2 separate regions of the Arachis hypogaea genome follow, and region 1 is linked to region 2. Evidence: chromatin contacts called from public Hi-C data. All regions are on one chromosome and are shown on one strand. Each heading gives the region's core, a stretch centred on a gene start, on an enhancer-like site or on the middle of the called end of the contact. The rest is flanking DNA. Distances are from core to core; before and after follow the strand shown.

What was found. Hi-C and Micro-C count contacts between places; a contact is called where the count stands out from the background.
Region 1: a contact with region 2 is called in a Hi-C map of an unstated tissue, with 4 times the contacts expected there. The contact joins the enhancer-like site here to the promoter of LOC112771292 in region 2. A contact is called at or near these places in 2 of 8 Hi-C or Micro-C datasets (leaf and an unstated tissue).

The regions. Positions count from the first base shown.
Region 1 is chr18:112,222,836-112,227,476 of arahy.Tifrunner.gnm2.J5K5, forward strand. No RefSeq gene overlaps it. Among protein-coding and RNA genes, the nearest start is that of LOC140181420, 25 kb to the left of the region's middle. Within about 2 kb of position 2,331, at least 3 of the 3 cell types and tissues checked have open chromatin away from gene starts, as enhancers often do.
Region 2 is chr18:112,009,887-112,014,623 of arahy.Tifrunner.gnm2.J5K5, forward strand. LOC112771292 (pentatricopeptide repeat-containing protein At5g40410, mitochondrial) reads left to right here and starts at 1,481. Exons shown (of 4, transcript XM_072226255.1): 1 at 1,481-3,646; 2 at 4,301-4,388. The coding sequence starts at 1,555. The coding sequence ends at 3,450.

The DNA.
Region 1 (4,641 bases), core at 1,081-3,580, 210 kb after region 2:
CTTCCCCTCCCCTCTCTCTCTCTCTCCCTCTCTCTTTCTCTCTATTTGTCTCACTTTCTCTCCCTCTCTCTCTTCCTCCCTCTCTCTTGCGCTCTTTCTCCCCTCCCTTCTCTCTCTTTCTCTCTCTCCTCCTCCTCCTCCTCTCTCTCTTTTTCCTATCTCTCCTTCTCCCCTATTTTTTTCTTTTCTCTCTTCCTTCTTCTCTCTCTTATTTTGGAAAAAAGAGGGGAGAGAGAGAAGAGAGATATAGAGTGAGAGAAGGTTGAGAGAGAAAGAGAAAATAGAAAAAGGAAGGGAAGAAAGAGGAGAAAGAGAGAGAGGAGGGCGAAGAAAGAGAGAGAAGAGGAGAGAGAAAGAAGGAAAGTGGGAGAGAGAAAAATAGGAGAGAGAAAGAGAGAAAAGGGAAGAAGGTGAGAGAGAGAAAGAGAAAGAGAGAAGGGAGGGAGAGAGAGAGAAACAAAAGGGGAGAGAGAGGGAAAGGAGGGAGAGAGAGAGAGAGAGAGAGAGGAAGGGAGGGGGAGTGAGGGAGAGGGGAGAAAAAGGAAAGAGAGGGAGAGAAAGCGAGAGGAAAAAGGGGGAGAGAGAGAGAGAGAGAGAGAGGAGGGGAATAAAGAGAAGAAGGAGAGAGAGAGAGAGAGAGAGAGGAAGAAAGAGGGGGGAGAGAGAGAGAGAAAGAAAATGGGAGAGCGAGGAAAAGGAGGGGGAGAGAGAGAGAGAGAAGAAGAAGAGAGAAGGGAGGAGAGAGAGAGAGAGAGAGAGAGAGAGAGAGAAAGGAGAAGAGAGAGAGAGGGGGGAGGGAGAAAGAGGAGGAGAGAGAGAAAGAGAGGAAGAGAGACGGGAAAGGAGAGGGAGAGATAGAGAGAGGAAAAGGAGAGAGAGAAGGGAGAGAGAGAGAGAGAGAAAGACGAAGAGAGATGGGAAGGGGAGAGAGAGGAGGGAGAGGAGAGAGAGAGGAGAGGAAAAAAGAGGAGAGAAAAAGAGAGACGGAGAGAGAGGGGAAAAGAGAGAGAGAAGGGGGAGAGAGACGGAGAGAGAGGAAGAGAGACGGAGAGAGAGAAGGGAGAGAGAGGAAGAGAGATGGAGAGAGAGAGAGAGAAAGGAGGGAGACAAAGAGGGGAGAGAGAGAGAGAGAGAGAATAAAGGAGAAAGAGAGAGAGAAGAGGGAGAGGTGGGAGAAAGAGAAGAGAGAAGGGAGAGAGGGGAGAAAGAGGAGAGAGAGAGGAAGGGGAGAGAGAAAGTGAAGGGAGAGAGAGAAAGAATATGTAAAAACTAATTTTAGAATTTAAATAAAACCAGTTTTAATTTGGTTTAAAACTAAACTGAACCATAAAAACTGATTTTTAATAAACTAGTTTTCATAAAAATTATGGTTTCAGTTCAGTTTTTTATTTAAAAAAGTTGGTTTATTTAAAACAGTTTTAGTTCAGTTTCAATTTAGTTAAGTGAAACCAGTTTTTTATTTTAATTTTAAATTTAGAGTTCAGTATGCAATGGTTGCAAATTGCAATTATTGTTGTTCCTTTGATTTGTAAAACAGAGGATGAAGAATAGAGATAGGAAGAAGAAGCTGAAGTAAAATTGATTGTATATTTCGTGCTTGTTATTTGAATAAGTTTGTACAATATATATACATATGCGCCTACACTATCATATGCATAGCTGATAGCTCAGCGAATCATCATGAAATCTTCCAATTCTACCAACAAAAAAAAATCATATGCTAATAGAATTGGCGACTCATTAAACTGATCTATTCTAGAAGCTGGTATGAAATACAACAATCAGAAAAGCAATAAAATGTATGGATTATCATTTGGTTGCTTGGGCTTTGTTCTTTTGAGTGGGCTGATCATTTGTTTCTGACTTGTTTTAGGTTGATTTATAATCACAATGAAGTTTGTTTGTAATTTAGAAATAAAAATTAAATTAAAATTAAAATGTGGTAGTTAAAGAACATCATGAATAATTAATGAAGAAGAAAATTTGACCACCCCTTTGTAATGAGCAATAACATGTGAATCATTAGGCATGTAAACAATGATAAGTTTAATAGGATAATATGATGAAAACCATGATAAATTAGAAGTAATGTGATCAGTGGCTCCTGAATCAATGACTCGAGCACCATTAAAATTGAAATTAGATGAAGCATTATTCAAAACAGAAAAGGAATATGAAGAAGAAAGTAAGTGTGTACCCCAAACTTAGGCTAAGAAGAAGCCCAGTTTGATAAGAAGTGGAAACTTTAGAGTTATCATTGCAAGCTAAGTCTTGAGTCTTAGCCTGTTTAAGGAGAGCTAAGAGGGAGCTATGCTGGGCTGGAGTGAGGCCCAATTGCGATTCTGTTGAAGCCTTCAGTGGTGCCCTTTCTTCATTCACTAGGGCACGAGAGAGTGGTGCAGAGATTGCGTTGTTGACAAAGCCACTGCCGCGACCAAGTTGACGAGGACGACCAGGAAAGCGCGGATGTCCATGTGGGTAGCATGCTTTCCATAACGTACCTCCACCATGTGTCCGGTTCGGCCACAATGAGTGCACACTTTGGGGGAAGAGGTGCTGCCACGACTCGAACCAGAGGAAGGAGAGCCTCAACCGCGTCCCATGGAGGCATGGCGAGTATCGACGGCGGCGGTGAGTGTGAGCTGCTCGTTGAGTAGCCCCGAGGCCAACTGCAGTTGTCGTTCATGCTGAATATGACAAGGGCAAAGACTCTGTTGACTGGAGGAAGAGGATCGAGTAAAAGGATTTGAGAGCAAACCACCAAAAAAGCTCATCAAGGCCCTTAAGAAATCTGATGATAAATCTTGGGATCTGTTGTTTTGGCTGGACAAATGCAAGCAGGTAGAGGTTTTGAGTTCTCCAATTCTTCCCAATTCTTCCCAAAGAGACTTCAAAGATGGTAAAACTCAGTGATGGAAAGAGTTTTCTGTTTCAGAGCGTAGACTTCTTCTTGAAGTTCTGCAATTATGAGGAGATTGGACTCTGAGAAGCGTTCTCGGAAGTCCGATCAGACGTCGGAGGGCAGAAGATAAAACTCTAGGTGATCGAGGGAGAAAGGAGTGCAAAAGTCATGAAAGAACAAGGTTGTTGCATCTTTCCCAAATTGAAAACAGGATTTCATCTGGAGATCGGAGAGTAATAGAACTGGTAAAAAAACTAATTTTGTTCTAGATATGACAGCCATGGAAAAATAATGGCTCTAAGAATGGTAGTTGTTCTCTGTTAGAACTGGAGTCACAAGAATAGAGGTGGGGTTCTCACAAGAAGATTGCTTATTTTGGATTTGAAGTTTTGGCCATAAGAAATGGTGGGTGTCAACAGAGCTCTTTGTTGAGCTCTGGTACCATATTAAATCAGAGGATGAAGAATAGAAATAGGAAAGAAGCTGAAGTAAAATTGATTGTATATTTCTTTCTTGTTATCTGAATAAGTTTGTCCAATGTATATACATGTGTTCTTACACTATAAATATGCACAGCTCAGCTAATCATGAAATCTTCCAAATCTACAAAAAATGATTCATATGCAACAGAGTTGGCGACTCATCAAACTGATTTATTCTAGAAGATGGTATGAATTACAACCAACAGAAAAACAATAAAATGCATGAATTGTCATCTAATTGCTTGGGCTTTGTTCTTTTGAGTGGGTGATCATTTGTTTCTGACTTGTTTTGGGTTGATTTATGCTTGTGCTCTGATAATTTGTGTTCTTTTTCCTTTGTTTTTTGCGATATGCTGTGGTGGATTGGCGATTTAACAATTTGATTAATGATAATTTGGATATGAATGAAAGTAGTGTTAATTTATCGGTCGGCCATTTGACATCCATATTCAATTCTGATGGTCTTGGTATGCAATTATAGTTAAAAAAATGAAAGAAAACAGGCAAATACCTCCAGCCCTATGTCCAAAAAGTACTTTCTTTTTATTTATTAGAGTTCATAATAAGTGATTGATTTTGCGAAATACATTAGCCTGGGACACACAATATGCTTGAGAAAGAATTTCTCAGATGCAGTGTGCCTTATGGCGTATTTTATCTTAGTAGGTATATATGTATATATTTTGTAAAGGAATTAAGGGTTCATTATTCTTAGCATTTTTTTTATTTGTTGGAGAAATAAATATTGTGAAAATAATTGAATAATTGGCTGTTGGCAAGGAGCATCCCTATTAAGGTATAGCAATCTACTATTATAGCATGAAGTTGAGCTGCAATTTCTTGCAATAATTTACCCCAACATGATACCAAGAATAAATTATAGTATATTCGTATCTGTATTACTAGGTCCACCATTTATCCTCGTTGGATAAAAAGTAAAGTTCAAAGTGGCATATATAAATGGAGCTCTAAAGCGTTGTACCTTTTTGTTTTAAATATTGACAAAGCTTCACTAACTCACTCTGAATGAACTTGGTAGTGGCACTTTCTGGTATTCCTATTTTATTGACCTAGATTTGGTAAATCTTTCTGGAATTGCATGACTGAAACAATTTTCTCAGCTGAGGTAATGAGAAAATTATTTACTTTTATTTCTTTGATCACAAGCCTTTTTTAAATTCCAATAGTTTTTAGTTTACCTGCAGTGGAGTTTTGAGTTTTCTAGTTTCAGACGTTGGCAATGTGCAGTGTATGCCA
Region 2 (4,737 bases), core at 231-2,730:
AAATCCAAGACCTTTTATATCATGCATCAGCTGACTCTACATTACATGGCAAGCAATCTTTTTTTCAGAATAGAAAATGTAAAAAATTCATATACAAAAGTGATCCTTGTATAAATGTTCAAAAAATTAGAGTACAAAAATTTTGATGCACAAACATAAATTTGGTGCATAGCCCACAAATTTTAGTATACAGCACAAAATATTTTTAAAGACCATATGTTTTGATAGCCAACCAATGAAATACGTACAACACATAAATTTTGGTGTACAACACAAAAATCTTGTTGCATTGCATAAAATTTTTTGTGTAACATAGAATTTTTGGAGGATTACATACCTAAAATATTAACTCACCTAACTAACAAAATATATTTATATAAAAAATTTTTGCTATATACAAAGATTTGTGTATTATATGTAAAAATATGTGTGCTATATGTAAAAATTTATGTGCTATGTCGATAAATTTGTGCTATATGCAAAATTTTGTATGTGATACTTCGAAAATTTGTATACCAGAAAGCGCAGAAAAAATAAAATAATGATATATGCATGTATTGTTTTTTTTGCCAAACTTTGCACTAATTTAATTGGACTTAATTACAAAAAGACTTAGTACTTGTTTTGGCGCCATTATTTTGATAAAAAAAATATTTTTTTTAATAAAAAATATTTTTTTTAATAAAAAATATTTTTTTTATTTTTTAGCGTGTTTGGCAAATTTCTAGTAGTAAAAGTAAAATCACTAGAAAAATAAAAAAAACATCTTTTTTGAGAAGCTATAATTTACATCTTTTTTTAAAAAATCTTTTTCTCTTAAAAAAAATATGTTTTTCATGTAATAAATAAACAAAAAAGTATTTTTATATTGTTATACCCAAATATAATTGATAGATAAAAAGATCTTTTTGTATGAGATATCCAAATATAAAATTACTTTTACTTTTTCATAAGATCTTTTTAAAAAAGATAACTTAAAAAAAAGGATATTTTCTTAGAAGTTCACTCAAACAAGCTCTTAGTGCTTGTTTGGGTGCTATTAAATCAATAAAAAAAAAAAACTCTTTTTTCAATGAAAAAAGATATTTTTTATTTTTTAGTATGTTTAACAAATTTTTAATAGTAAAAGTACTAAAAAAAAAAAAAATCTTTTTCGAGAATTTACAATTTATATCTTTTTTTAAAAGATATTTTTTCTTTAAAAAAAATATTTTTCACATAATAAATGAACAAAAAAATATTTTTATCTTATTTTATACAAACATAAAATTACTTTTACTTTTTTATAAAAAATCTTTTCTTAGTCACCTAAACAAATCCTATAATTAATATATAAAAAAATTCTGTTATATGAGATATTCAAATATAAAATCACTTTTATTTTTATAAGAGATCTTTAAAAAAAATATTATTTAAAATAATATCTTTTACAAACCCTCTTACTTTCCATATTTATTAAACAAATTTGAACGTGCTCTTCAACCCTCAAATGCCAAAACAAACACACCTAATGGTTTACTCTTAAAAATTGTAAAATGAATGATGAACGATTGAATGTGGTTCCACGCGAAAATCGTGGCTCGCATGTTTCTGTCTGCACATCAACCAAAGCCTCTATTGTTCAAACTAGCACTCCTGCCTCACTTGCATTCCTTTACTTCCCGCTGTTACTTCCTCTCCCAAGCCTCTTTACCATGCCGTTCCATTTCTTCATATCGTGACCCTCTTGTTACTTTCTTACTCGATGCTCTGAAATGTTCATCCTCTGTCTCTTGCTGCAGGGTCATCCATGCCCGTGTAATCAAATCGCTGAATTTCAGAGATGGGTTTATCGGTGATCAACTGGTATCAAGTTACCTCAACATGGGCTTGATCCATGACGCAGAGAAGCTGTTCGACGAAATGGCCAACAAGGATTTTGTGTCGTGGAACTCCTTGGTTTCTGGGTTTTCGAAAATGGGCCACCTTGGCAGGTGCATCAGTTTGTTTTCCATGATAAAATCTGAGTATGGATTGGAATTGAATGAGCTTACACTACTATCTATTATCTCGGTTTGTGCTTCTGCTCAGGCTAGGGATGAAGGTCAGTATCTTCATTGTTGTGCATTGAAGTTGGGTATGCTGGCTGAGGTGAAGGTTGCTAATTCTCTTATTAATATGTATGGAAAGTTTGGTTGCGTTGACTGTGCTTTCAGGTTGTTTCAGGCTATGTCAGAGCCAAATATGATATCGTGGAATTCGGTCGTTGCTTCCTGCACCCAAAATGGAATCCCCATTGAAGCTATTAACTATTTTAATATGATGAGGATGAATGGATTTTTTCCTGATGAGGCCACAATGGTGAGTTTGCTTCAAGCCTGTGAATTTTTGCCTTTAGGAATGTTGATAGAGGCCTTACACAGTGTAATCTTCACCTGCGGTCTTGATTCAAATGTGACAATTGTTACCACACTTTTGAACTTGTATTCAAAGTTAGGGAGATTGGATGCTTCTAGAAAGGTCTATGCTGAGATATCTAAACCTGATAAAGTGGCATGGTCTGCAATGATTGCAGGCTATGCCATCCATGGGTGTGGGAAAGAAGCAATAGAGTTCTTTGAAAGGACTGTAATGGCAGGTATGAAGCCTGATCATGTTACTTTTACTCATTTGTTAAGTGCTTGTAGCCATTCAGGGCTTGTCAAGGAAGGAAAATACTATTTCCGAATTATGTCTGATGTTTATGGGGTTCAACCCCGATTGGATCACTATTCATGTATGGTTGATCTTCTTGGGCGCTGTGGTCTTCTTAGTGATGCTCGTAACCTGATTATGCACATGCCATTACAACCAAATTCTGCAGTCTGGGGTGCCCTTCTCAGTGCTTGTCGTGTTTATGGTAACATTGATCTTGGGAAGGAAGCTGCAGAGAATTTGATTGCCTTAGATCCGTATGACCCTAGAAACTATATTATGCTTTCCAACATATATTCTGCTTCAGGCCTATGGAGTGAAGCGTCAAAACTGAGGACCTTGATGAAGAGAAATGTTCTAACTAAAAACCCTGGATGCAGCTTTATCGAGCATGGGAATAAAATCCACCGGTTTATGGTGGATGACTATTCTCACCCTGATTCAGACAAAATACATAAGAAGCTTGAAGAACTTATAAGAAAAATTCAAGAGGTTGGCTTTGTGTCTGAAACTGAATCCATTCTCCATGATGTTGATGAGGAGGTCAAAATAAATATGGTCAACAAGCACAGTGAGAAGATAGCTCTTGCATATGGACTTTTGGTTACTAACGCTGATAAGCCACTAGTTATAATAAAGAACCTTAGAATTTGCCGTGATTGTCATACCACTGTGAAATTTGTCTCTCAGATTGAGAAGCGTGTTATCATTATTCGAGATTCAAAGCGATTTCATCACTTTTCAGATGGATTATGTTCTTGTGGTGATTACTGGTAGTGGTCTCCGGAATTTGCTGTGATTGTCACACCACTGAGAAATTTGTCTCGCAGGTTGATAAGTGTGTTATCATTATTTGAGATTCAAAGAGGTTTCACCACTTTTCAGATGGATTATGTTCTGTGGTGATTAGTGGTAGTGGTCTCCGTTGAATCTGGCATCATTCAAATTATTCTTGGTCGCTAAAGCCCATGTGGTAAGAAACTTGATATTTGTATATATATATATATATATGAACGTATTTGTTTATACATGTAGCCGACCCCACTTAGTGGGATAAGGATGTTGTTGTTGTTGAATGTATCTGTTTATGTACAAGTTGTCATAATAAAAGTAGTCTTTGTGTAGCCAGGTAAATTTAATACAACTTTTGACCTTTATTGTGCTGATAAAAGAAAATGAAAACGGAGCATCGATCATACATAAGAATTCAAATCGTCCAAGTAAATACAACAGTTGCGAAACCAAATATGGCATTACATTAAAACCTAAATCAAAGCATACAAGTCATATACGTATGCTATCTCTATTGAAGTATCATAAACATTCAAGTATGCTTTCATAATTATAAATCATATGCATAAAGACATAACAATAGCTTTAAATATAGACAAATCCATAATTTTAGGAATACGTGTATTCATATCCATTCACCAATTGTCATACAAAGCCATACATGATAAACCTTCACATATTGTTGGTTAACTGTGAGACTCTAACTACATAGATAACTATTGAATGCCGTGTATTGGTAAATCGCCTTTGTCTCTGTCACAAGTGGGTTAGAAACATATATTCATTTATCATATCTTTATAAATATTTAAAAATACAACCCATTTTTATTTGCAGTTCCAAGTTGAATGAAGGAAGACCTCTTAGCTGCTCAGTCTCGTGGAACTGATTTGCTGCAACATGGAGAACAATAACTTCATCAATAGTAAGTTCAATAAACTTCACATCTTACCATGCCAAAAGATATCTCTTTATTTTCTTATGGTTGAAATTTCTAAATTAGATTCTGAAGTTTGTAAGTTGTCATGCAAGGGACACCCTTGTTTTGACCTGTGAACTAGATTGTGCTCATAAAGTATTTACAATTGTGAGTGCAGATCAATCCAGTGATCCACAAACACAAAGGTCGTATACAGTCATGAGTCATCTTTTGATTAGAATTCTGCAGGGAAAACAATTTCTGTGAGATTATTGCATTGTATGTGGACTCGTGACGGATATTTTAGCTACTCTAAGATTAGGAATGGAAGAGAAAAACTGTGGGAATCTTTTCT